Regions from separate parts of the Mus musculus genome. Here all the other regions are linked to region 3. The links are chromatin contacts, called in public promoter capture Hi-C maps. All regions are on one chromosome and are shown on one strand. Each heading gives the region's core, a stretch centred on a gene start, on an enhancer-like site or on the middle of the called end of the contact. The rest is flanking DNA. Distances are from core to core; before and after follow the strand shown. Region 1 holds the start of Ing4 (inhibitor of growth family, member 4). Region 2 holds the start of E130112N10Rik (RIKEN cDNA E130112N10 gene). Region 3 holds the start of Lrrc23 (leucine rich repeat containing 23).

Region 1 (4,222 bases), core at 1,286-3,785, 260 kb after region 3:
TAAGAGTATGAGTTATTTTTCCTTAACAGCCTCCTTCCTTCTCTGCCAACCAAGGGCCTATATACTCAGTCTCGCTATCCCAGTCCAAGGAGCTCTGGGAGCTGTGGTAGCTGTGTTCTCTGCAATACCATTCGGTCTTTTGCAGAGAAGGGAGAATTCAGGGCACACACAGGACTGGACTTAGCCTCCCTAGGTGCCACGGTCAGATGCCGGACATGGATTTATATATAAATATATATATATAAATATATATATATATACCTGCTCATCACGGCCATCTTTGTTGTAACCATTTCTGTGTTTATAAATGCATTATCTCTGAGAATTTTCATATTGATGTTTTATTTTTGTCTTATTTTTTTTTCTCCACCTTGTCCTCTGGCCATGGCATTTTAATTTTCTTTTGACTTTTAATTTTTTTAATCATGGGAGATTTCAGATAAAATAATCAGGAATTATACAGTTGTTATAAAGCAATTTAAAAATGAAAATCTTATGTACAAACTAAGGGGTGTTTTTAGACCATTGTATAGAAATAAATTCATGTTTAAGGATGAGAGGCAGTGAGCTACTGTGTAAGCTAGCGTGGGGAAGGCTATCTGGGGAGCTCTCCAGGCCAGCAGGAAGAATTTAGACTGGAGAGGGTGAAGAACAGATGCTAGGCTCATAAGCCACCGGATGTGTTATTCCGAAGCCATTGCCAGTTTAGGAACAGTTGTATACATGTCCTATCGTGGGACTGCCTACATATGTGAGACAAGGTTACATTTAACAAAACGGCTATATTCTTTCCCCTTTGCCACCCCCACACCGCAAAAAATAAAAAAAGCCAAGCCGTGGTGCACGACTTTGCTCAGGAGGGAGAGGTGGTTGGATCTCTAAGAGGCCAGCCTGGTCTAGTTTCAAGTTCTAAGACTGCCAGGACTACACAGAGATCTTTTGTCTCTTGCCAGGTATGGTAGGGGCACAGACATGTATGGCCTCTTGAAAGGAACCCCCAACCCCATATTATCCAAATTCTACTGGGCACTGTGTACGTATACATAGTGTCTCATTAGACTGCAGTGCAAAGGTTTCCAGTGATGGAAACTATAACCAGCTACTGGGTTTAAGATGGAAGAAAATGCCAAATGCAGTGAGCTTCCCATGATAATAATGGTTATCATGTTCACCTAAAATGGAAGACCATTGTGCTGGACAGAGCAGAACAAGAAACTTAAGAAACTTCTCACAGTCTACCATGAAAGGATTCGGCTAATTTCCCAAGACTGCTTCATGAAGATTAAATCCTTCATACAGTACTGAAAAGATTGGCAAATGTTCTCCTATCTGAGACCTAGCCAGCTGTCACTACTTGGTGATGTGGATAAAGAAGTCTCATTTAATTTGGGACTGGGCATCCAGGACAGTAGTACCTCAGTATTGTTGGTTAGCTGCCTGGTGCACTTTCCACTCACCAACTATGGAGAGTTTGACAAACCTGTTCTCATCACAAGGATTGCAATCAGCTCCTCCTTTGTGGGTGAACATCCATTTCCACTTTTGCGCAATGATAATGTCTGTTATTCTCATTGTATAGGAAAAAGCCGGCCGAGTCAGTTATCCGACAGCATGCTCTTAGATTAGAATGGAGTCCACATCCTGCTGTCCTGCTTTAGCAACTGCTCAGCAGGAAACTTGGGCTTATTGGGTATAAAAGAGCTCAAATTTTATCTTACAAGTATGGGGTCTAACTACTGTGAAGGGTATATCAACTTGAGGCGACACCTATCTGCTAGAATCTACCACCAATACTAAGAGGTTTGAGTTCTCTTTCCCTAAGAGCAGCAACCTGACAGGTTTTGACTAGGGTGAAGGCTGCTATCTAGCATATACTTTGATGACCCAGTCTTTTCAGTACATAAGTCCATTACAAAACACAAACATGGATCTCCATATCGCACGCCTTTAATCCCAGCATTAGTGAGGCAGAGGAAGGTCTCTTGGAGTTCGAGAACAGCGAGGGCTACACAAAGAAACTTGTAAGTGATGAGAGATGCAAAGGGTTAAATTTGCAAAGCCTGACAACTTCTGAAGAAAGCATCTGCCTCCGAGACTATTCTACTTAAGCTGGGACGTTGGTGGCCAGATTCATAATTAGAAAAGCAAAACAGCTCGATTCCCTACTTGTTGAAAGCGATTATTTGCAAAATATAACTACACATAATAGATTCCCCCATTTACCAAACATTCCTAGTTTTGGAGGGAAAAAAGTTTGCTAGAGAATGCAAAATGGCGACTTCGCGTGACGTCATGCCTGTCGCAGACACATATTGCCGCCTTATTAAGGGCGGAAGCCAGGCTAAATCAGCCTCGCTGTAGATGACCGTGAATAGGCGCAAAAAAAAAAAAAAAAAAGTTCAGTTTCCGGCGGATGTATCCGAGGCAGATAGTTTAGTAAGGGCGGAAGTTCAGGTACGGAAAAGGTGTAATCCAAGAATGGTTACAGCGCCTGTCGTGTATCAGTCACTTCCGGGGAAGATCGGAAGTTGCTTTGTTTTGCTTCAAGATGGCTGCTGGGATGTATTTGGAACATTATCTGGACAGTAAGAGCCAACTGGAGAAGGGGGTCATGGGCCATAGAGTGGTGTAGAGGGTCCAGGTTGACAGACTTCATGGCCCCGAGGTTCTGGTAGCCTGAAGATCACAGGAAAAGGGTTCCGTGGGAAGATTTATTCGAGGGGGAAGAGGGAGGGGGCGGGGCAGTGGGCTTAGAGGCCTCGCTCAAGATCTGGACGAGGGAAGGGCTGCTCCGTGGGATCAGGGCTGGGCTTTAAAGGGTTAGGGGTAGCAGGAAAGTAGTTGCTGACTCAGTTCTTGAGGGTAGATTTTTTTTCCCCCCTAAGTTGTGCAGCGTCGTTACTTACGCACTGCCATTTGGAGCAGCTGCAGATATTCGACCTAATTCCTTTAGTCATTTATATCTCAAAAGTTGCTCCTCATTAAGCTTGCTGGGTGGAATAGAGCGACCACTGAGTTGATCGCTGAAATGCTTTACTTTATGAGCAAAATCCAGTTCTCAAAAAATGAGGAATATGTCTGTCTGTCTGTCTCCTCGCCTCCCTGGTCTTCCCCCTCCCCCGTCGTGTGTGTGTGTATGTGTGTATAGAGACTGGGAAGTGAGAAATCGGCTGGGGATATATTAGACTTTTAGGCAACTCTTAACCTGGGCATCTTAAAATAGAGCATTGATTTTAATAAAAGAAAGTAACTGATCAAATAATGGTAGCAGTCCAAATCAGAAGTGCAGACCTGGTCTTAGAGAATGACAGAAAGTTTTAGATATTAAACATGGCACACCTTTAATCCCAGCACTTGGGAGGCAGAGGCGGGCGGATTTCTAAGTTCGTGGCCAGCCAGGTCTACAGTTTGTTCCAGGACAGCCAGAGCTACACAGAGAAGCCCTGTCTCAAAAACAAACAAACAAAAAAAGATATTGAACATGGCAAGATTGATTGAATGACTTTGCGATTGAGAGAGAAGGAAAATCCAAGGTGAATTCTGCTTGGAAAATAAACTATCTAATCAGCAGTGTAGGAGATTCTGGAGTAATAACAATACATTAGTCTTTGCCTTAGAAATAGGCATTCAATCTGACAGTGAGATTATTCAGGAAAAAACTTCAGACAGTAAAAAAGACACTGAGCTCAAGAAAGCAGCATTTAAAGGATAAGATGTAGTGGTTCACGCCTTTAATTCCAGCACTCGGGAGGCAGAGGCAGGCGGATTTCTGAGTTCAAGGCCAGTCTAGTCTACAAAGTGAGTTCCAGGACAGCCAAGGCTACACAGAGAAACCCTGTCTCGGGAGAAAAAAAAATGTCGATGCTGGCAATACCAGAAGGCCTCTGACCTAGTATTCACTGCTAGGAGGAAGTAAGTTACTTGAACGAGAAGGTGGTGCCGACTGCCTCGGGAAAGATGAGTCATCTGATTTGGTAATCTGTTGTGACTAGTAATCCTAGTGAACTGCTGTCACAGACTTAAGAAGCCCCCTCTTGTTTTGTCTTTTCAGACAGTGTCTGATTTAGCCCAGGTTGACCTTGAACTCCAGGCCCTCCTTCTATCTCCACAGTGCTATTGATTATAAGCACCAAGCCATATTCAGTACAAACATTTTTTTACATTTGAGTTCGACTTACAGAAACACAAGTTTGGGTAGCACATACCTTTAATCCCAGCACTT
Region 2 (4,100 bases), core at 688-3,187, 450 kb after region 3:
CGTCATCTTCTGTGGACTTGATTTTCTCCTTTTTGGAGGCAAAATAATGAACTGGACTCTCCAGGTGCCTGTCAATATGTTTCCTCTTGGTTTTGAACCTGGTAGGAGGTACTAAGTGGGAGAGAATGAGGAATGGGCTCACTAGTAAGAGCTACTGAGCACTTCTTTCTCCCTGTGCTCTGCTGTAATTGCCATGAAGCACCAGACCAGACTCCCTCTCCCTGGGAGGAAACATGAGTTTGGCTAAATAAGAGTGTAGTGACATGTGTAGCTACAGTGTCCTCATGTGTTGCTTCCCCACTTTGGAGAAAATACCTGATGATTATTATGTTTTGATGCTTGCTCGAATAAGGATCTCCTAGCATCCCCTCTTCTTGACTCAGGATATTTTAGAAAGAAAAGATGAAGCTCTATGGGTACCTCAGGAGGACCTGTGGGATATTTGTTTTCTTCCTTCTATCCCATCTCTAACCACAAAAGAAAACAAAATACCAACCAACAAACCAACCAAACAAACAAAAAACAAATTAAAAAAACAACAACCCCCCCCCCAAAAAAAAAAAAAAACCAAAACCAAAAAACCAAAAAACTATCTTGGGGCTATTGAGATGGCATAGTGCATAAAGTGCTTGCTGCCAAGCATAGTGAACTAGTTCAATCCCTGGAAACCACATGGTAGGTTCTATAAGCTGTCCTCTGATCTCTACCTATGTGCTGTGGCATGTGCACACGTATGTGCGCATGGACGCGCACACACACACACACACACAATAATACAAAATGTTCCTGTGCCACTGCATTTTGTTTTCTCACCTTGAGTCTTCACTGTGCCCTGGGCACTCAGAGGTAGGTTCAGTGTAGGGTGCCGGACAGCTCCAACTTCAGCATCTCTTAGAGTCTTCATCACCATGGAGACACTGGGGCCACCTCTAGAAACCTGCATGTTGCTGATGAACCAATGTGCTTTCTCAAAAGTGGCCTCTTGTCTGGCCTGGAGGAAATACTTGGAGATCTCGCAGGTCACTGCCTTCCCGCTGCAGTCAGCATGGAGCAACGCCTCTGCCTGGGGAATCTGTACCAAGTCCACTGGGGAGAAGGGCAGCATACAGAAGTAATGTTGGATGGACAACGCCAGACCGGGGGGGGGGGGGGGCAGGCGTGGGTAGATAGAACTGGGAACGGGGCTGTTCCTGTGGAGGAAGCCTAGGATGGGGAGATTTTACCTGAGGCCTCAAAGATAACAGGTGAATCCTGTTTGGTCTCAGTGCTCCCCTGGAAATCTGTGATGCCTTCCAGGGAGCCATCATCCAGCACTGGTACCTGCTTCAGCACAAGCAAGGCCCTCTCCCTGTCCCCACTGCTGGCAAAAGCCCCGCGGTGCCTGTCTTCTGTCACCAAGAAGCAGTCTAAGATGATGTCCGTGGGCTGCCGCTGTCTTTCTGCTGTGGTGGGCGCTGTGGGAGGGTCTGCAGGGAAAGTGGAACAAGCACCCTCGTCCTCCACACTCTTCCCACCCCTTCACCAAGCCCCGGGCTGAGCAGCAGGTAAAGGTGCCTTCTGAGCCCCGCTGTCCTGGTGTCATCTATAAACCCAGCTTCTGCTGAGGCACCTGCTACTCAGGCAGCGGCTCTGTGAGTTATTTCAAGTCCTAGATCTGTCCTGATCAAAGCCAGAGGGGTTTATGCTTTGTATTTCTGAGTCTCAGCTGTGGGATGCAAGGGAATTTCTGGAAAGGAATTCTCAGGTTAAAAAAAAAAAAAAAAAAAAGGAATAAGAAATACTGCCACAGGGGAGAGGAGCCAAGACACTGCTGTTCCTAGGGACATTGACAACCTTTTTCTCATCACCCAACTTTCCCAGAGGCCTCTGCTTTCTGCCATAGCCACGCCCACCAGGAGTCACCAACCCAATGATTTCTTAGCCTGGGGAGCCCCTTCCTCTTCTAAGGATTCAACTCAGGGCAGTGAGCTGTCCCACAGAATGCTAACACCCTGCCTTCCCATCGAGGAAGCCCCCCTTTTCTGTGAGTTCTCTGCCGTACCCCTCTCCAAACTGGTTCCGCATGTTGTGAGTGCCGCACTCATTTGCTGGGCTTAGCAGACAAGCTGGTGCTGTTCTGAGAAGGTGGCTTCCTGGGGCTCCTTTAGCTTGGCGCTTCCTCCCCCCCAGTCCCCCAGGCCCCAGCCTGGTCTCCGCACTCACCAGTCCCTGCTGCCCCAGAGACAGCCAAACAGAGCAGCAGATACCAGCTGGGCTCCAAGCCCATGGAGGCTACTCTCAGGCTCTTCCTTGCTGGCTGCCTTCTCCACAGTTCCCCTGCTAGTGATCTCTGGCTGAAGAGGGGGTTCTGTGAGCACCCTCACTTAGCACCTGTGGTCTCCGTTCTCTTATCGTTTCTCTTTCACTTTCACTTCAACTGCCTCTGTGGCCGCCCGCCCGAGGCCAGTAATGGCTGCAGCCAGCTCTGCTTTCTGTTCTCCCTAAGGTCCACCCCGCACCCAAGAAATCCCCAGGTGATTTCAAAACCTGGTATCACCACATCAGCTTTCCCATCAGCCCCAACTATGAGAGGGCTGGAGAGGGGGTGGAGCCAGAAGATAGATTCCCCGGTACTCTGGACCCTTCTTCCTTTCAGTCCATGTTAAATCCTTTGGGTCTGCCCTGGTGACAACTCCCTGTTCAGATCTGTGATCGAACAGACGAGATGGGGTGTGGCCTAGTTCTAGGATTGGAATTTTAGGAGGCTGGACAGCTATGTGAAGTCTCACTTTTAACTTGTATTTGTGTATATGCGGTGTATACACTTGTGTGGGTGAGTATGCCCAGCCCTGCCTGTGTGTGGAGGCTCGGTGAGGGCACTGGGTGTCTTGCTCTATTACCCCACCTTATTCTTCAGAGACAGGGTCTCTTTCTGAACCTGGAATTGTTTGGTAGCCAACAAGCACAGCAGTGATCTCCTGCTGTCTCTACTCCAAGCCCCGCCCTTGTCACACCACTTAACCCCTTGAATTACAAGCTCAGGGCCACACTGAGGGATTGTTTGTTTGTTTGTTTCAGTTGTAGGTGTGCGTATTTGAAGTTAGCATTTACACTATCCTTCTTCCTAGTTCACTGTCCCTTCTTTTTTTTCTTCTTCCTCCTCCTCCTCTTGTTCCCCTACCCTCATTCTGTAGGAAGGGGAATAGCACATGGAGAGTGTCCATAGCTGGCTTGTTACTAGAGTCCCTGGGCCGTAAGGCTTGGCTCCGGGTTCCAGTGTTTGCCTGCACAGAGAGAAGGGACAATGTGTATAGAAGTAGACAAATGAATTTATTTATAGTTTTAGCTCAACTGAGAGAAAGTCTCAGCCTCAGCTTTCCCACAGCACTGTCACAACTTACAGAGAAGACAGAACCAAGGCCAGGAAGTCTGTGTGTCTGTAGATAGTGTCTCTCACGGCAGTCAGTCCTTCTGGTACCAGGGCACCTGCCGGTGGCTCATTCCATTTTTTTAAAAAAAATTATTATTTTTAATCGTGTGTGTGTGTGTGTGTGTGTGTGTGTGTGTGTGTGTGTCCGTCCTGTGTTTGTAGATGCCAGAGGAGGTCAAAGGTGTCAGACCCTCTGAAAGTAGAGTTACAGCTGGTTTCGATCCATTTGACAGTGCTGGGAATCAAACTCTGGTCCTCTGGAGGAACACTTCGTGCTCCTCACTGCCAAGCCCCCTCTGGAGCCCTTGGTGAGCCATTTCCACCCCTGGCATGTAGTTTTGTCAGCTGGACGGTTTCACTTAGAGTAAGTGTGCTTTATAGCTAGAGCCTGAGTCTCCCCAGCTTGCTGGGCCACACACTGGGATCCTGCTCTTGTCCCTGTTGGTCTCAGAAGGGCAGTTTGTTGAGTATTCACAGGAAAGGGTTCTGATGACCATGACAGGGGAGCAGGCCACCATTGAGGTCTCTGTGGATGGCCCCTCGTCAGAAAGGGCCCCACCAGCACCCGGTCAAGGGTAGAAAGCAGGCTCGGGTTTCCGGTAGTCCTCCTGGATAGGGATAGCACTGCCCTCCTCTTCCCTGGGGCAGCTGTAAGGACAAGGCTCTTCAGGCACTGCCTGCCGGTCTTCAT
Region 3 (3,835 bases), core at 750-3,249:
GATCGCAGGAAGCAGACATTGTCCTCTGGTCTTCTGCAGACACCTGCACATACCCACGTACATGTAGTTAAAAATAAATTTAAAAAAGAATACAATTAATTTTAATAAGTGTCTCTCTCTCTCACTCTCTCGCTCTGGTTCTCGCTCTCACTCTTTTTTTGGGGGGGGGGGCAGGACTAGGCCCTGTATAAGTATATAGACAAGTCTTTGCTGCTGAGTTGTATCGCCAGTCCAGCGTGTGTCTTAACAAATGAATGCCTGTATCCAGATGACTGCGTGGCTCAGCCTCCAAACATATACTGCCTGCTTCTGTCAGCTCCTCACTAGGAAGGGAAGGTCTGTGTATCTCTTCCTAAGGACCCACCTTTGAGATCCAGGCTTCCCAGACGGGGGTGAAAGATGCCTTCAGTGTCTATGATCTGGTTGTAGGAAAAGCTGGCGATCTGCAGGTAGGGAAGTTCATTCATCCTAGCACTCCGAAGCTGATTGCCATCGGCCTTGAGCCATAGGAGGTGAGTGAGACTGTTGAGCGGCGATATGTCTGTAATATGGTTCTCAGAAATATCCACATAGCGAAGATGGATATAGGAGCGCAGTAAGGAGATGTCTGTGAGGTCCCTAGGAGGTGGGAGGGGGGGGGGAGAGATCCACCGGAAAGGATAAGAACCCAGAGAGAAACGGCACAGGTGCTAGGACAGAGAGCAATGCAGAGAAGCCTTGTACTGGGATGACAGAGACGGAGGGGAAGAGGAGGCAAGTGGGGTTTTCTTCTTGTTTTTCAGTGCAGAGATCAAAACTAGTGCCTTGCACATGGCAGACGACCTTTCATACTACTAAGCTACATCTCGGAGCCAAACAGAGACTCCTCCACAGAAGCTTCAGTGTGTTGTTTTTGGTGCTGGGAATGAACCTGGAGCCTTGTGCATACTAGGCAAGTTCTCCACTGCTAAGCTACCCTCCCAGTCACCTAAGAGTCCCGGACGGACGTTCTGAAAAGCGAAGCCCACCATGTCTTCCCATGAGCTCTAGCCCAAACACTCAGGAATGAGAGAGGGAAGGCACGAGATGCTCCCGTCTCGCAGTCCTCACCTGTCCTTAGCCTCCAGCTTAATATAAGCGTGAGCCAGTCCACTGCCAATCTTGCAGAGTAATGAGAGCCCTTCCTTCATCATGGCCTCCGTGATGGGGGTGGGCAGCCACTGTAAGAGGTGGGGAATACAGGCATCCCTCTCCAGCTCCCCTCTAGTCCCGAGCCCCGGGAGCCCTCCTGAAGCAGGCTCTCACTTCCTCAGAGGCTTCTTCTGTCTCTTTCCTGTAGTCTTCCCATTCCTCTATCTCCTTGTCACTTTCCACTTCATCCTGTTCTGCATCAACGTCATCCACATCATCTTCATCCGACATCTTTCTCTGCCCTGCGCTCTGGAGTCAGATGAGACTCAGTCCTGGTCCTGAGAAAGAAGGTCTTAGCTCCCACCCCCCCAACCCTCCAGTCCCTCACCTCCAGCTACAGGTGCCCTATACAGTCTGTCTCCTCTGAACTCCCACTTGTGCATCTTTCCTCATGCTGGAGACCGTCTTTGGACTCCCAGTCTCTGCTCGGAGCCTCCTCCCACTCCACCCCTGCTCCCTTCAGGACACTTTCCCACACTCCCGGACTGTTCCTGCTGTCACTTGCCTCCAACAGTGTCCCAGCAGCCCAGCGTCCTCCTTCCTCAATTCCCTTTGATACAGTTCTACATGTCCTCCTAAAATCTCCCCTACCTACTCCTCCTCCCCTTCTTTACCCACACCTCACCTCCGGGTTGGGTTCCCTTCCACCCCAACCCCTCTTCTAATGCGGCCTCTTTGCTTAACACCACCATTTCCCTGACACGAAGTCTTCAACCCTCCAACCCAGTTCGCCTTCAGAAGTGGGCGCAGACCCTGACTCTGCTCCTCTAGAAGTAGTTAAGGAGAGGATCTTTGTGCTGAGACGCCAAGACTGTTTTTTTGGAAGACGCAACGGGGTAGCCGGAGTTATTTATTGTTGTTATGGCAACAGGGGCGGGACGCTTAGCTTTGCAGCCAGCTTCCGTTGAGAGTTTAGAGTACCTCAACCGCAAAGCAAAAACCCTAACGCCCCTCTTTCCACCCTCAGCGGGTAGCTCAGTAGTTGCCAGGTTACGAGGCCAAATTTCTAATCCCAGGAACCAGGAGAAGGCGAGAAAAGAGTGTCAAGGAGTTAATTGTCGGCGGACATAAAACAATGGTCCAATATTAACAGCAGCACTGAGAAGCGGGAGGGAGGCGGGGCTGGCCATTAAGTCCTTAAAGCAATTAGATGTCCGGATGCAAAGGAATTGGGCTTTAAGACTATACCTAAGAAGCAAAAAGGAGATGGATGAGGGGGGAAAGGCACGAAGAGAAGCAAGAAATACTAAGTTATGGGATTTGTTGCTGGCCGGGTTCCGCTCATTTACTTCGAAGGTGGCCTGGTGGTGCAAACCTTTAAGACCCAGCTTTGCGACCCCTGCGACCCCCTCTGGCAGGAAAGATAACTCAGAGATTAAGGGCCCTGGCTGTTCTTCTAAAAGACCCAGCTCTATTCCCAGCACTCACAAACCATCTGTAACTCCTGCTCTAGCGATCTGATGCCATCTTCTGACCTCTACACATAAAATAATAAAATTAATACATCTAAAAAATAAAAGGTCTGGCTTGGAGTCTTGGTAGATCTGCTGATTACTAGCAGTCCTCTAGAATTCTGTAGAATAAACGTAACGTTAAGAACTGGGAGGAGTCTGCTGAGTTACTCTGTGTCTTCGCTGTTGCTGTTTTCCTCTGAAGCAGCAGACTTTCTATGTAAGCCAGGCTGCCTCGAAGTCACTCCTTTCCCAGCCTCTTAAACACTGGGATTACAGGTGAGCGCAACCATGCCCAACTAACACTATCTTGTGGAGTCTAAGGAAAAGAGAATGCTTGATACAGGAACACATGGGACTAATTGTTACCTGCTTTATATAAAATGCAAATTGGAGGCTAGATGGCTCAGGGGTTGAGAGCACTCGTGCAATTGCAGAGTTTTCAGCACCCACAAAAGGTGGCTCCCAACCATCTAGGACTCCATCTCCAGGGGATCCAATGTCTCTGGCCTTCATGCACATACTCTCCCCACCCACACACACATACACACACAACCATACACTTGGGTAAACTAATCTTTTTAAAGATTGCAAAGTGGTCTGATGGAATATGTGTGGGCTGGAAGTCAGAAAGTGTTCCTTTGGATCAGTCGAGTTTGGGGAACGTAATCGACAAATCTGTTCTCTTGGTGTCAAGGAACGGGAGCTCTAGCAACAGCGGTAGCTTTAAAGCATAAATCCTGGGTTCCAAACAGCTCTGCTACTCAAAGCTGTGTGTTCTTCAGCCTATATCATCTATAAATATATTGCTGAATTATGCATGGTGGCACACGGCTGTGAACAGCAGCTGTCTGTAAGCTGAAGCAGGAGAATGGTCTGGGCTAGGCAGGGCTACTTCAAAATGAAACAGCGTTTATCTCAAAGAATTAGAGAGTTTTCCAAAAAAAACCAATGTAAGTGGTTTTGCACTTGGTTGACCCGGTAGTAAACAGATCCCTGCCCCTCCCCCACCCCTTTCCACCCCGTGTTCTCAGTACTGAGGTTATGGCGAGAAAATAAATTAAAAATGATATTTTGAGTCAAAATGTCACCATGTAGCCCAGGATGGCCTGGAATTCGCTGTGTAGCCCAAGCTGGCCTCAAATTCACAGCAACCTTGCCTCAGCCTTCCAAGTACTGGGATTAAGAGGCAAAAAGAATAAACATTAATGTGC

What was found. Promoter capture Hi-C pulls out the DNA fragments that hold promoters and counts their contacts.
Region 1: a promoter capture Hi-C map of liver shows a contact between it and region 3. The contact joins the promoter of Ing4 here to the promoter of Lrrc23 in region 3. A contact is called at or near these places in 11 of 39 promoter capture datasets (the C10 cell line, the HPC-7 cell line, cranial neural crest and 8 more), 1 of 484 Hi-C or Micro-C datasets (CD8 T cells), 3 of 115 datasets of contacts at active chromatin or transcription factors (bone marrow-derived macrophages, embryonic stem cells and pancreatic cancer cells) and 3 of 9 other capture datasets (adipose tissue, liver and pancreatic islet).
Region 2: a promoter capture Hi-C map of pre-B cells shows a contact between it and region 3. The contact joins the promoter of E130112N10Rik here to the promoter of Lrrc23 in region 3. A contact is called at or near these places in 3 of 39 promoter capture datasets (the C10 cell line, liver and pre-B cells).

What each region holds. Positions count from the first base shown.
Region 1 is chr6:125,037,313-125,041,534 of GRCm38.p6, forward strand. Ing4 (inhibitor of growth family, member 4) reads left to right here and starts at 2,536. Exons shown (of 8, transcript NM_133345.2): 1 at 2,536-2,585. The coding sequence starts at 2,549. All of the region lies in intron 1 of 4930557K07Rik (RIKEN cDNA 4930557K07 gene), which reads right to left. It overlaps Zfp384 (zinc finger protein 384), which reads left to right. Exons shown (of 12, transcript NM_001372420.1): 12 at 1-557.
Region 2 is chr6:125,229,332-125,233,431 of GRCm38.p6, forward strand. E130112N10Rik (RIKEN cDNA E130112N10 gene) reads left to right here and starts at 1,938. Exons shown (of 2, transcript NR_015604.3): 1 at 1,938-2,023. Tapbpl (TAP binding protein-like) reads right to left here and starts at 2,529. Exons shown (of 7, transcript NM_145391.2): 1 at 2,203-2,529; 2 at 1,224-1,466; 3 at 814-1,086. The coding sequence starts at 2,266. It overlaps Cd27 (CD27 antigen), which reads right to left. Exons shown (of 6, transcript NM_001033126.2): 6 at 3,291-4,100. The coding sequence ends at 3,979.
Region 3 is chr6:124,777,728-124,781,562 of GRCm38.p6, forward strand. It overlaps Lrrc23 (leucine rich repeat containing 23), which reads right to left and starts at 2,000. Exons shown (of 8, transcript NM_001302555.1): 1 at 1,923-2,000; 2 at 1,285-1,419; 3 at 1,090-1,199; 4 at 365-618. The coding sequence starts at 1,401.